Linked DNA regions of Mus musculus: region 2 is linked to region 1. A link is a contact called in public promoter capture Hi-C data. All regions are on one chromosome and are shown on one strand. The core of a region is the stretch at or near the end of the contact, and the rest is flanking DNA. Distances in the headings are between cores, read along the strand shown.

Region 1 (7,065 bases), core at 1,197-3,696:
CACACCAATCTTTGGCTGATGGAGACCTGTTAACCTACCCAATGCTCCTTCACGGTGGTTTTAAAATGGAAGAAAAGCTCTTGCCTGGCAAGAGGGTCCATTATGGTATCCACCTATCTCCGCCCTTCACGCCCCCAGACCTGTGCTGGCTGTGTAGCCTGGGGTCTTCAGAATGCCAGGTGAGTGCTCGAGCACCAAGCCGCACTCCCAGCCTCTCGCTTGCTCCTAACTTGGACACTGAATAATCAGGGAGCCTGCAGACATCAGTCTCATGAGTAGGTTGAGCTTTTGGGAACACAGCACAGTTTCCCAGAACTCAGTCTCCTATGGTAGCTCATTGGGTGGATGTCACCTGCTGAGGGTGCAGCCCATGACAGTAAGGCAGGAGGCTTCCGTCATGTGACACAGAGTGTGGCTTGGTGTGCCTCCAGGCTCCCCCTACCCCTGCCCTACCATCTTTGTCCCATGCTCACCTTGACCTCTTTCTCCAGGTAGTCACACAGCAGGATGTGGGGGTCGATGAGGTAGTCAGGGGGATAAAGAGGCATAGAGTGCAGGGGCCTGCGACTGACACTGCTTCTGAAGGCAGCCTGGCGTGCAGCCTTCGGGAACACCAGTCTTCGGATGGGGGACACAAAGCCCTGGTAGAGACAGGAAAGTCCCAGTAACTATAGCACTGGCTTTATGAGCTCTGGTTTGCTTCCACAACCTCAGTTAATCCTCCTAAAAACTGCGGGAGGTGCAGCCCTGCAGGTCCGCCCTCCCCCCCTCAGGTGGAGAAGCAAAGAGACTCCAGGCTGAGAGCTAGAAAGAACACCAGCAGGTAGGACATCGTAAAGCTGCATTTTAAGTACCCAGGGAGGGTGAAGCTCCTGCCAGCCAGATTCAAAGAACGGCCAAGGCCCCAGGGCTAAGTGGAGGATAGCTAGGCATTTATTAGGCTATTGCTTGTTTGTGAGTTAGAATTATGCAATAAATAAATGTAAGTATAATCCAGAGACACCGATACAAAGACACCCAGGATGGATCGAGGGAATCTGAGAGAACTGCTGTTTCCTGGATCCCATCCTGAGCCTATGGAATCCGAAGCCCTGGGGGCAGCAATCTAGCGGCATTCTAGAACTACGTTGGCAGTTTCTAAAGCAAACCATCAATTCTGGTGACACGGGTGGCATGCTATTTAGCTTCCCCAAAAGACAGACACAAACAGGATGGGCGGCCACCTAGGAGCCTAATCAGATGGACCTCACTGGGTGAATTCTAGCACTCATGAGGCTGAGGCAGGAGAATTGCTGTGGGTTTAAGGCCAGCCTGAGCTATACAGTCAGTGAGTTTTTAAGATCAGCCTGGGTTACATGGTTAGACCTTGTCCCCTAAATAAATACATAGACCCCTGAGAATTTGTGCATGTCAGCCCCAATGATTCACATGGGGGCACGTTGATGTGTCTGTACTGGGGATTTTATCCAGAGCCTCACATAAATACTTCTGAGCTGGATACCTCCAGCTCTCTTGGCACTTAAAATTCTTATTATCAGTTTGCAGGTTAGGGAATCAAACCTGGGACCTTGCATGCTAGATAAGCATTCTGCCAAGGAACGGGTCCCCCCTCCCCCCAGCCCACTTTTACAGTTTTGAGACAGGTTCTCAGTAAATTACCCACACTAACTTTAAACTTGTAATCCTCCTGCCTTAGCCTCCAGAATAGCTGGGATTACAGGCCTGTGCCACCGTACTGACCTCATGTGAGTTCCTTATAAAACATTCTGAACCCCGTTTCTTAGGTGGAGGGAGCCCCGTGTGTATGAGGGTGCAGTGGGAACTGGGAAGTGGAAAAACCTCTCAAATTCAAAAGAGGAGGAAGGTGGAGAAAGGACTTGGGTTGGCTTAAACTGAGGTCTCAGGAGTGAGTTTTTGCACAAGGGTAGGGGAGGGCAGGTGTAGGCTTGGGAAACAGCGGGCAGGGGGCAGGGAACAGGTGAGAGGCCCCAGCCTGGATGGGCAATCTGCCAAACTATAATCATCTTGGCTGGGCCTTACTGTCTGGGTGATTGGGGAGGGAAGGTGTCTGCTGTGTGTCTGTCTGTCCCTTTCTCTGAGAGGCTTCGGGAAGCTACCACCAGAATGTCCAAGAAACAGGAAGACCCTGTCAGTCTCTCAGTAGACGTATGACAGAGGCCACTAAGACTGAAGCTTAGACCGGAGCCCAGATGTCCGTCTGGCTGTCAGGGACAGAAAGAAACTTCCTTCCAAAAGAGAAGGCAGTCTCCCTTCCCTGTGCTGTTTGCTAACTCCACGTTGCTCACCTCTGTATCCACCTTCAGAGACATTTCCCAACCCTGGCCCTCTCAACCCCCCACTCACCTTCTTCCCTTTCTTGGCTTCATATTCCATGGTGAAACTGCTCCTCTTGTCCTGCCACCCTCCTCTCCCCCTCCAGACCCCCCTCCATTTCCTTTGTTCTTTTTCCTGCCCGGTCGGAAACTCCACCAGTACCAGAGTTCCTGCCCCTCCCATCTGATGGTGGGGGTGGGGGCAGATGGAGAACACTGCCTTGGAACCCTGCAACTGAAGGGTGGGAGCCAAACATGGCGTCTAAGGGGCTCGGCACTTGTTGGAGCAGACTGAGGAACGGTCCCCCGAGTTGGAGATCACATTTGGGTCATTCCCTATGTCTGCCACCAACCTTGCTCAATGACTTTGGCAAGATAAGACATTAAAAGCCTCTTTGAAAGCCTGCTGCCTGTTTCTCTGTATACACCAGGAGAAACCCCGGCCTTTCTCTGAGAAATGAATGAGTAGGTGGAAAGTGCTTCAGACTATGTCCAGGCAAGTTAACATAATAGTAGTGGTAGTGGTGGTGGTGGTGGTGGTGGTGGTGGTGGTGGTGGTAGCAGTAGTAGTAGTAATAATAATAATAAATCCTTATTTTTCAGAGATGGTATATGGGGGCCTCTGGGACTGGCTGCCTGCTACTTACTTCACCACTTATGCCTCAGTTTCCACATTCAACCTGACCTCATAGTACTTTGACTAGGATTAAATACACTTAGAACTCCTGGAACATATGAAATACTCAATAAATATTAAATATTTACTATTAGGGATACTCAATAATAGAGCACTTACCTAGCAGCCTGCAGGCCCAGGGTTCTGTCCTTAGCACTGCAAATGAATAAATAAAAAACCAAATTCTATTTCCTTATCTGTGGCTTCCGGGCTGCCTCACTGTCTTTTTGGCATATTTTTATCTCCTCACTGTATCTGCGACCATGATTTCAGTGACATAAATTTTAAAAATGCAGTTTCGTGTGCAGATCCTGGCTCAAGGTCACGTGGGCGGCGTGCTCGGCAAGGATTCTGCATTGGGGGTGGGGGTTCATGTCACACAATGAGTATAAGAACGTGGGGCTTCCAGCCTCGCTGGACCTGAAGTCTAGTGTCCAGTGCTGCTGGGGCTCTAACCTCCTGTGTGCCTTAGCAGGCACACTTGGGGTGTTCTGAGTGGCCCGTGGGCACCTGCCACAGCACCTGGGTTCTGGATGCCAGAGCTCTAGAACTGCTTTGCTGGTGTCCCTGGCTGCAGTGAATATTCTAAGCCCTGGTCTTCAGCGTCCCGACCTTCCCAATGAAAGGGTGATCCCCAAAATCCTCTCTTGCTAGTGCTCCCTATGGTACGGAAGACACAGGGCCACAGATCATAAACAGCAGGTGCCAAGGTTTGGAACTCTTTGCATGGTAGTTTTGAAAGGGTGGGTGTACCATGTCAGGTCTCTTATCACTCTTGGGTGTGGGAGCTACAGGACACCCCCAACCCTAGCCATTCCTATCTTTCTCCACACACCAGAAAGGAAATGGTCCCGGCAGTTTGGTCCCAGACTTACAGCCTCTTCCTCCTAAGACCATGCATCCTGCCAGTCACGTCCGAGCACTGGAACATGAGACCTCCACTCTGCCTGCTGGGCCAGTGAAAAGAGATCAGGATATGCCAGCCAATCCCTGACTCTGCTCTGAGTATCAAAATTGCTAAATTACCCCTTGAGCCAGTCTAGAGTTCTAGCCTTGCTGTGATAGCAGGTTATGAAAGGCAGTCTCTGGTGAGGCTGTTGCAACTTATTTCCTGTCTCAGTCTCAGCCCCCCCCCGCCCCCGTTATAAATTTGGACCTTATTTTATTCTGAGGATCACTAACAGGACCAAATGTCACTGCTCGGAATCTCAACTAGGACAGGGGGATGACTAGAAAAAGAAAATGGCCTCTGTGCTGAACCCACCCCAGAGCCATGATCAGCTCAAGTGCTTAGTGTCAGTAAATCATGCAGGGCCAGATGACTAGGGTCCAATCATGAATGACCTTGAGCAATTTGCATCATGTCTCGGAGCCTCAGAGTCCTCATGTGTTAAAAGCAGGATAATAATGGCGCTTTCTCAGAAAGCTGTTCTCAGGACAAAATGGAACAGCAACGTAATGATAACGCACATTACTAAAATCAGCCAGGGAATCAAAAAACGAGATAAGGAGAGCCAGAAAACGCCGTGCTGTCAGCATCATCAGTGTGGTGGCCAGGCTGCAGCCCCAGTTAAGTTGCTGCCTGGGCTGCCGTGGAGAGGATTATGAAGATCACCTCTGCACCCAGCAGCAGAAGAGGTTATTGTCCATGGCAGTCCTAGGCAGAGAGGGGAAAGGAAACAGTTGCAGCTTACCTAAGAGAACGGAGCTATACAGCAAGCAGCTTGTGTGAGGAGGGTATTCCTGCTCCGCCTGGAAGGGTGAATGCAGGCAGCTTGAGCAAACATGTGGTTGTGAGTTGGGCTGCTTCTGGCTGTGACAAACAGCCAATTCTGACTGACTGCAGGTGGCTCAGCAGAAGTCTGAGAGTGCTTTCAGGGCTGGTTAGCTGAGCAGCTCAGCAATGGTGTCAATGTCCTTATATTTTTCTACTTTGTTGTTTCCTGAGATAAGTTGTACGTGCTGCTAGATTTGCATATTGAAGCAGCAACTTCTGGTACTTAACAGTGTTTGGATATAGAGCTTTTAATTCACTTATTTACTAATTCATATTTATTATGTATGTATGTGTTTGTTTGTTTGTTTGATTATTTATTTATTTATTTAAGTCAGGGTTTCTTGTAGCCCAGGCTGGTTTTGAGCTCACTATGCAAACAAAGGTGACCTTGAAGTTCAGATCCTCCTGCTTGCTTTTATCCCCCCACCCCTCTAGTGCAAGCGTTACACTTTGTGCAGTGCTGGGGACAGAACCCAGGACCTTTGTGCATGCTAGGCAAGCACACTACCAACTGAGCCACAGCCTCAGTCCTGAGATATGTCCCTTAAAGCAATAATTAAGTTAGGCTGGCGTGCAGCTCAATGTTAGAGAATTTGCCTTGCCTGCAAGGAGCCCTGGGTTCTATGTGAAGTACTGTAAAAACAGACAAGAAAGGGCTGGAGAGACAGCTCAGGGGTTAAGAGCACAGTCTGCTCTTCCAGAGGTGCTGAGTTCAAATCCCAGCAACCACATGGTGGCTCACAACCATCCATAACAAGATCTGACACCCTCTTCTGGTGTGTCTGAAGACAGCTACAGTGTATTTACATGTAATAAATAAATTTTTTTTAAAACCCCACAAATACTGCTAGGTTTTTGTTTTGTTTTGTTTTGTTTTGTTTTTGAGACAGGATATCTCTGTGTAGCCCTCACTATCCTGGAACTTGCTCTGTAGATCAGCCAGGCTGGCTTTGAACTCACAGAGATCGATCTGCCTATGTTTCCCATGTTCGGGGTTAAAGGTGTGCACCACCATGCCCATCCTAGAACCTTTTTTTAATTAGAAGAAACAACTAAGGTGAAATGCCACTGTTATGAGGACCTGTATAAGCGAAGGAAGAAATTTGACATGTATAAAAAGATACTAGCAACATTTGCACACACAGAATCTACCCCAGAGTGCAGTGGGGCACTGGATCTTCAGGTCAAGGAAAGGGGCCTCAGGAGAAACCAGCCCAGTTTTGCCTCCGGAACTGTGAGAAAATGTTTTCCCGTCATGTTCTCCTGTCCGTGGATCACGCCATGAGCACCCTAGCAAGCAATATAATTGGCAAGATGGCTGGAGAGTAAAGAGCCCATCCATCAGGGGGCACAAAAGGCTTCTCCTCTTGTCTTGATTCTGGAAGAAAACATTGCTAGGTGAGTTGTGGGGGCTGGAGGGAGCTCAGCCATCGAGGGCACTTGATGGATCCAAGTTCATTTCCCAGCACCCATATGGGGGGGGGGGGCTCACAACCACGTGAAACTCCAGCTCCAGGAGAGCTGATGGGGCCTCTTCAGGCCTCTGGGCACCAGGCACACACATGGTACACAGACACACATGCAGGGAAATACTCACACTCGTAAAAACAAACAAAACCAGAACAAAATAAAACACCTTCCCATAGGAGCCAGTGGTCCAGACACACCAACCGGGATCCATTTGGCTATAACTGAGAGCTACATAGTAGTGGCCTCATGTGAGAATTTATCTCTTATCCTAACAGTCAAGGCCTACAGTCTAGACAGGTAGAGCAGCAATGTGTGTCGGGACCCAGCACATCCTGTCTTGCTGCCACTACTCCATACTGCAGTTCCTCTCACCATTGTAAAGTGTCTATCTATTCAGCCAGTGCCTTAAGCTGCAAACAGACTGCTACCCCTTCCTTCAAAGGAATGCCCTTAAGTAGCACTGAGTTCTACCACTCATATCGTGTGGGCCAGAGCTTGGTTCCGTTGTAAAGCACATTTGGTACCAGCTCAGGTCCAACCACAAATGACCAGGAAACACCAGGCTTCTAACTACTGCAAGCACACCTCTGGGTTTGTCTGTAAACTCCATTCCTGTGGCATCGCAACTGAGGGGGAAGACAGGCCTGAATACAGATGGCAGTGCCCAACGGCTGAGAGCTCAGCTGGAGCAGAGGCCAAGGAGGAAGAAACCGGCTCTTTGTCTCTCTAGGTCTCTGGTCTGCCACGAGGCAAGCCACTGTCCTCTTACCAGAGACTTCTGCCACAGTGCTCTGCAGGAGCACACACCG
Region 2 (7,065 bases), core at 1,619-4,118, 390 kb before region 1:
TGATTAGATTATGCTTAAGAAGAGTTTTAGATTTACAGAAAAATTGAGATGAGAGGATTCCCACATTCCCCTCCACCCAGCTAGCAGTTTCAATGGTTAGCAACATGTTACAGTGGCGGTACCTCAGGAGCAGACATTGATACACTGTTAACTGAAGTCAGTGGCTATTTGAGGACTCCCTGAGTCCTCACCACTTGCTTCTGTCCAGGATACATTGTTATACTGAACTGTCAGGTGTGTTAGGGCTCCCTGGGCTGTGGCACTATTCTGGATTTTCCTGGCTTGTGGTGGCCTTGACAGTTGTGTTGAGTGCTGGTCATGTGCTTTGTGGGATTTTGGATTTTCTCTGTCTTTCTCAATATAAACGCTAATGTTTATGATCATTCCAAGGAAGAACACAGACACAGCACGAGGCTCTCATCACATCACAGACAGCTTCTGATTGTCAACATGATGATGCTGGCCTTGATTGCATCTAGCTGAAGCAGCGTCTACTGGGTCTCTTCCCTAGGGTTGCCCTGTATATTCTTGAGGAGGGACAATGAAGGGGCTGCACCAGCCATGGCTTCCCATCAGCGTGCTTTTCTATCCTTTCCTTATCTCTTCTCTGTATGGCCACTGGGCCACTTACTTCTTACGCTGCGCACAGTGCTCCTCCATTTTGTTAGTCTACTTCTCTTCAGTTTGGGCCAAGAGAATACTTTCTATGCAGCCTTTCCATGAGTTCCTGTCTGGGTCTGCTTTCTGTGGTTGGGTTGGGTTGGACTCTGGCTTGATTTTTGGTTTGTCACGACTCCCTGAGACTGCAACACACCAACTCATCTTGTCTTTCCTGCCCCAGCTCCAGAGCCAGCCATTTTTTTCCAGGGAGCCTGCTTCCTTTCTTGGAGAGTCATACTAAAAATAAATTTGAGGTAATAAGTGTGCTTGCTGTTGGAGTGGCCTCTTTTAGACCCCCTAGGTGGACAGAGACAAACATGTTTTAAGTTTCACTTAAAAATTTTTATTGCATTATTTCTTTTATGTGTGCATGTGTATAAAGGTATATTTATACAATAGTGTATGTGGAGATCATGTGACTGCTTTTGGGGGCCTGCCAGTTTTCTCCTTCCATGGTGGGTTCTCAAATCCACCACCAAGCTATTTCACAGACCCTTGTTTTCATTTTTAAATACTAGATCTTCATCCATTTAGAGCTTACCCTAATAAATTGTAATGTATAAACCCCACTAAACCCTTTTGTCTCAACATCTTGATTTAAATAACCTACTTAGGAACTGAGGGTTTAGCTCAGTTATAGAACATTTGCTTAGCACATATGAGGTCCTGGGTTCTATCCCCAGCACACAAGATGATGAGGAGGAGGAAGAGGGGGAGGAGGAGGGGGAGGGGGAAGAGGAGGAGGAGGAGGAGGGACCTGTTTTCCCCAGAGCCGTAAGACCACCTTTATACATTACCAGATTTTGTCCAGTTGGATTTCATTTGTGTTCAGTCCACTGGCCTTTGCCTCTTCCTACTCTATCCTCTATTAAGTATTAAGGCTTTATAATTCTCATAAGAATTGATACTCTCTTGTTTGCTTTCCTTTTCAACATTTTATTAAACTAAAAAAAAAAGTGATTTGTAGGGAAAGAATGCTTTTTCAGTGTATCTTCTCCTTGTTGTTTGGAAGCCCACCTGACTTGACCACATGACAGTTAAGTGATATGCTTGGCTAGCAGTCCTGAGTGTGGTGGGCTTAGCTTGTGCACAGCTCATCTGTGACTGTGGGGAGGCCAGGATGGAGGCCCGGAGCTTCTAGCTGGGTCCCATAAATGAAGGGAAACTGTCTTCCCAGAGCTCTGCTATGAACTGGCCTGTTAGTGAACAAGCAGGCTTACTTAACAACTGCTGGGTCTGGGGGTTGCAAACAGGCCAGCTAGTGTTCCCGCCAACCTGAAGACAGGATGAGCTTGGCACAGCTGGCATTTTTCTTTTCTTTATGTGTATGAGTGTTTGCCTGCATGTGTATGTATAGCACCATGTATGTGCAGTGCCTTCAGCGCCAGAAGAGGGTATTGGATCTCCAGAACTGGAATTGCAGATGTTTGTGAGTGGTCGTGTGCTAGGAACTGAGTTTAGGTCGTCTGTAGGAACGGAAAACACTCCTACCCACTGAGCCAGCCCCACTGTTGGCATTCTTAACCTCAAGAGGAGGTAGCTTCTCAGAGCAAGACGGAGGAAAGGGTGGGGAGCTCACTGTGGAATAATTGGTTTGCTTAAGAGTTATCATTTTCCTGGTTAATATACTATGGGATATCTATATGTGTTTTTAGAAATTTGTTATGACTTCTAAATACCCTAAGAGAATGACTGTGCTTTTACTGGGACAGCTCGGGTTCACTGAGGCCTGGCCACTGATCCCCTGCAGTGTCCCTGGAGCTGTGTGGGAAAGAAATAGAGAACAACCACATCCCCTTCCTTCCATGGGCTTGATATCCTGGGCCCAAAAGGGCTGCTGTTTCTGGCAGCTTCTCAAGTCCCTGTCTCTGTCCAGGCCTTGAGGATTCCAAGGAGAGCCTTTTAACTTCATTAACCAGGAAAAATGTCTGCAGTGCCTGTAATTTGCTAGTACAGGCACCATGACTGTGTGGGCCATGAACAGCAGTCCTGAGTGCGGGCTTAGCTTGTGCACAGCTCATCTGTGTCTGTGAGGAAGCCAGGAAGGAGGCCCAGAGTTGCTAGCTGGGCCCCATAAAGGAAGGGAAGCTCTGTCTTCTCAGAGCTTTGCTGTGAACTGGCCTGTAAGGCAGCTGAGTAGCTCAGCCCAGCTCTGTCCCTAAGGACAAGAGTGGCCCAGCAGGAAAGGAGGCGTCTTTCCTGGGCTGGGCCAGGAAGGAGCAGCTCAGATGGTCCAGATGGTCACTGAACTGAAAGTCGACCTTGTGACCTGCCACTGAGACCCAATGGGAATTTGTGATCTTGTGCCTTGGGCCTGAGATTTACTTTATTGCACACTGTTTTTGTGCCCTTGTCCTGGTGGGAGTAAACTCTTCACCCCATTTTTGGGGTATCTTTCCCTTCTACTGCTAGTAAGATCTATGGCGCATCAGGGCTTTTCAGGCCCCAACTGGCTTTTGTCAGCCTTTCTTGAAGGCAAGACCTTCCTGCTAAGGAACCTAAATGCAGGCACTGAACCCGGTGGCTGTGGCTCTCAGGCAGACCTGTCACCTCAGCAAAGAGGAGCTCACAAGGCTGTCTCCATGCCATGAGCGGCAGCCTAGGGCTTTGTAACCAGACCTGGAGGATGCAGGAGGGGTTCAGTCGCCTCAGCAGCTGATGTCTGGAGATCAATTAGAGATAATGGCTCTGTGTGGACCTGGAGAGGCCGTGGCCAAGCTTTTTCCTGGTTGTAACTGTGTTTACCTCATTAACAGACTCACTCTCTTTTGAGGTTGGATTTGTGCTGGCTGCTTTGTTTAATGAAGAGGAACCAGTGTAGACCCTCAGCAGGCTGGTAGCTCTGCCACCCCCATTCAGATGGAGAGAAAAGCCCTCAAACACACACACACACACACACACACACACACACACACACACGCACCGTGATTCTGCTGCTGTTGTATGTGCTTCTGAGGATTTCTCTTCCTTGATTAACTCAGAAGTCATTTGTTGTAATAAGTGCTGGAAGCTGCTGGCACCAGGACTCTGGCAGTGAAGGGTGTACAGAACCTGTACATCCTGGGTACACACAGGCTTTGGAGATGAGAAATACATCAGGAAGAAAAAACAAGAAAAAAACAAAACTACAACCAGCCAACCAACCAAAAACCAGGAAAAAGAGAGGTGTTTGAGGCAGAGAGTCAAATGGATAAGACTGTATGCGTCTGAGAATGAAATGTGTAGCCCTGGCTGTCCTGGAACTCACTTTGTAGACCAGGCTGGCCTCGAACTCAGAAATCCGCCTGCCTCTGCCTCTGCCTCTGCCTCCCAAGTGCTGGGATTAAAGGCGTGTGCCACCATGCCCGGCGAATGAAAACTCTTGAGGAGACCCAAGTCCTGATTGATGAGAATCAGTCAGTCTTCTGGACTTTCTTGCAGTCAGTGGGTACAAAGGCTCTGGGGTAGGACTGTGGGGGGTGAGGGGTAGGATGGAGAGAGTGAGGAGCAGAGGAACAGCCTGCAAAGGTAACTTCTTACAGGGCTTGCCACCTGGGAGCAAAGTTTACTGCGTGCCACTTGCTGTGAGCAGAGCAGGACTTGACCTGATGGAAGCAAGTGAGAGTAATCACTTACTGGCCCCAGTTCTGAGCATGGCTGCCTCACTTTCTAGTCTGTGGCAGTAGGGTCCCTGTTCTTTTATCAGCAGCAGTGCTGGGCTGGGTCTCAGCACTTAGCAGAGCCTGGTTTTCACTGTGGAGTCCCTTTATAAGGGAAACAGGGTGAAGGGGTCCAGAGCTATTGTTGGCTGCCATCAGACAGGAGTGTCAAGTCTAAATGAAGCCCAGAGCCCACCTCCAACCCTCGTCTCCACCATTTCCCCCACACTCCTGGCTGTTCCCTAATAGCAGGACCTGGAGAACCTTAAGGATGTAGTTACCACAACCCCCACCCCTACCCCAAGAGCATAAGTAACCAACCTCACAGACTTCAGCAGCCTGAGGTCATTTAAAATGACTATGAGGTTAAGACCTTCCTGTTAAGGCACCTAAATGCAGGTGTTGAACACCGTGGCTGTGGCTCTCACAGTCTTGTCCCAGGGCTAGAACCTTGCCAGAGGCTTGCTGTTGTCCTTCCCACTGTATCTGCAAGTCAAGGGACTGTACATTTGTCTCTCCACCCCCACAATACAAGACAAGCCAGGGGTGCCTGGCCCTGGATACTATCTTTCTCACAGGAGTCTACACTCTGTAGAGAAGGGACATGGGAACTGGCTTCCTGGCTGCCTGGTCCATCCCCAGACAGAAGCCCCGTATCTCAGTATCTTAGTTAGGAATTCTAACAGCCTGTGTGGCAAAGTGTGAGGTTCTTTCATTGCTGAAGTGAGAGGGCTGCAGGTCCAGCTCTGTGGTCTGCAGTCTGGGTTGGTGTCAGTGGTTGGTGACCGTGCTGCTCAGCTCTTCCCTGGGCTTTGACCACCTTATCCCATCCAAGGTGAGAGGCAGACAGGTAGTGCAAAGCTGGTTCAGCAAAACAGAAGTTTCCCCAGAAGTGTGCCAAGTCATGTTCTGCCTCTTCAGGACAAACTCTAGGTATGTTGCTGCTTCTCTAAGCAGAGGGAGGCTGAGAGAGAGACAACTTTGACTCTTTATCCTGTATAACTGGGGAAAAGTGTACAGGTCCGAGGTAAGCTAGATTCTGCAGTAGGACCTGCCATGGCTTCACCTGAACTTGACATTGCCTTTGGGGCAGGAGAAAAGAGGGAAAGGAAATGGGGCATCCAGACACAAGGAGAGAGCAGGAACACCGGAAGTTAGTTGCTTAGTGCAGGAAAACTAAGACTTCATTGCAGAGCACTAAGTAACCTGCATGAAATCAAGTCAGCACAAGGGCATCCATCCCCACGTCCTGACTCTGCTGTTTCCCAAGGCGGGGACGAAGCAAAGCAAGGGAAACAAGTCAGCAGGGCAGAGTCGGCCTGAGGCCGGCAGGGCTGCTGATAACCTATCGTGGGCTACACAGCTGGGGGCTTGATTTTGTTGGACTGTGACTGTCATCAGTGACTGGCAACTCATAACTTTGCCACTAGTCTTCACTCAGCATCCTACTGGTGTTTTGGTTCAGGAGTCCTACTTTAGCAGGGCATGCCAAGCATCCTAGAGACCTAAACCTTGATCCAAACCCCAAAATGCTCCTTGCTTCCAGCCCTGTGACTGTTTTCACCCAAGGCCTCTGCCCACCAGCTAGCCTCTTCACTGTCTCCAGCCTTCCTGTGATAACAACACATATGCAAATGAGCACAGAGTAAGCAGCTCGTGTGCTCTCACACACACTTCCCACCTCCTATAAGCAATGTCTGGACCAAGGAGTAACATTGTCTATACCACAAAGACCCTGTGTCCCTCCAAGTCACTACCACAAGCAAAGGTGACCACTAGCCTGACTTTTAATAGCACAGATTGGATTTTGCCTGTTGCAGGCGACTGAAGCACGTGCTCCGGCCCGCAGGCTCGAGAGCATAGTGAGCATGGACAGCACCAGAAGTTGTTCCTCTCAGTAGGCTCCTGTCATTCTCCTTCCTGGCTATGGTGACAGAAGTCTGGAACTTTCTGATGGGGACAACTAGGAAAGGCCCTGCTAGGAGCACTCTAGGGTCATATTGACTTTGTTTTGTTTTAGAGACAGGGCCTCACTATGTATCCCTTCCTTCTCCCCGCCTCCTGAGCATTTCGAGGGAAGGTCCGGCACCATGCCCAGCTAGGGCCATCTGTTCATACAACTCACCAAAGTGAAGGTCTGTGAAGGGAGGGGGGCTTGGCCTCATGATGGAGCCTCTCCCAAGGAGCCGTGAGAGGAGGGAGAAGCCTGGGGCTCCACTCACATATCAGAATCCCAGCGTTGGGGAATGAGGTTCGGACTCTGCTGTCAGAGTCCCTGAGCTTGCAGTCTGAGAGAGAAAGAGGCGCAATGCAGAAAACTGTCAGTTCCACATCATATGACAACACTGACAGGAACCTGCCTCTGGACAGACTGTTAGTCACCTTGGCACTCTTGAGTTCAGCAGGGGCCAGGCTTGGGGACAGTGGGCAGGGTTTGTTGACTGTCTGCATCTCCCTACCTAGCAACCCCTCCCCACCCTGTATATCTGTCAGTTCAGCTTACATGTCACCTCAGCAGAGGCCTACTGGACTTGCCACTTCCTTCCCTGCAGCCCCTTGACTGTCACGCTCAGATAGGACGACACACCTTCTATGAACAGCATCTGATAAAAAAAAAAACCACGGGGCTGGTGAGATGGCTCAGTGGGTAAGAGCACCGGACTGCTCTTCCGAAGGTCAGGAGTTCAAATCCCAGCAACCACATGGTGGCTCACAACCATCCGTAACAAGATCTGACTCCCTCTTCTGGAGTGTCTGAAGACAGCTA

What was found. Promoter capture Hi-C pulls out the DNA fragments that hold promoters and counts their contacts.
Region 2: a contact with region 1 is called in a promoter capture Hi-C map of pre-B cells, with 6 times the contacts expected there. The contact joins the enhancer-like site here to the promoter of Ccm2l in region 1. A contact is called at or near these places in 6 of 39 promoter capture datasets (the 3T3-L1 cell line, the C10 cell line, embryonic stem cells and 2 more), 1 of 484 Hi-C or Micro-C datasets (pro-B cells), 1 of 115 datasets of contacts at active chromatin or transcription factors (embryonic stem cells) and 2 of 9 other capture datasets (liver and macrophages).

What each region holds. Positions count from the first base shown.
Region 1 is chr2:153,061,336-153,068,400 of GRCm38.p6, reverse strand. Ccm2l (cerebral cavernous malformation 2-like) reads right to left here and starts at 2,446. Exons shown (of 10, transcript NM_001372363.1): 1 at 2,365-2,446; 2 at 474-641. The coding sequence starts at 2,394.
Region 2 is chr2:153,453,909-153,460,973 of GRCm38.p6, reverse strand. The region is part of intron 4 of Nol4l (nucleolar protein 4-like); the gene reads left to right. Among named protein-coding and RNA genes, the nearest start is that of Nol4l, 73 kb to the left of the region's middle. Within about 2 kb of position 2,868, at least 46 of the 459 cell types and tissues checked have an H3K27ac peak or open chromatin away from gene starts, as enhancers often do. A contact at or near this core is called in liver and pre-B cells, where this site is marked.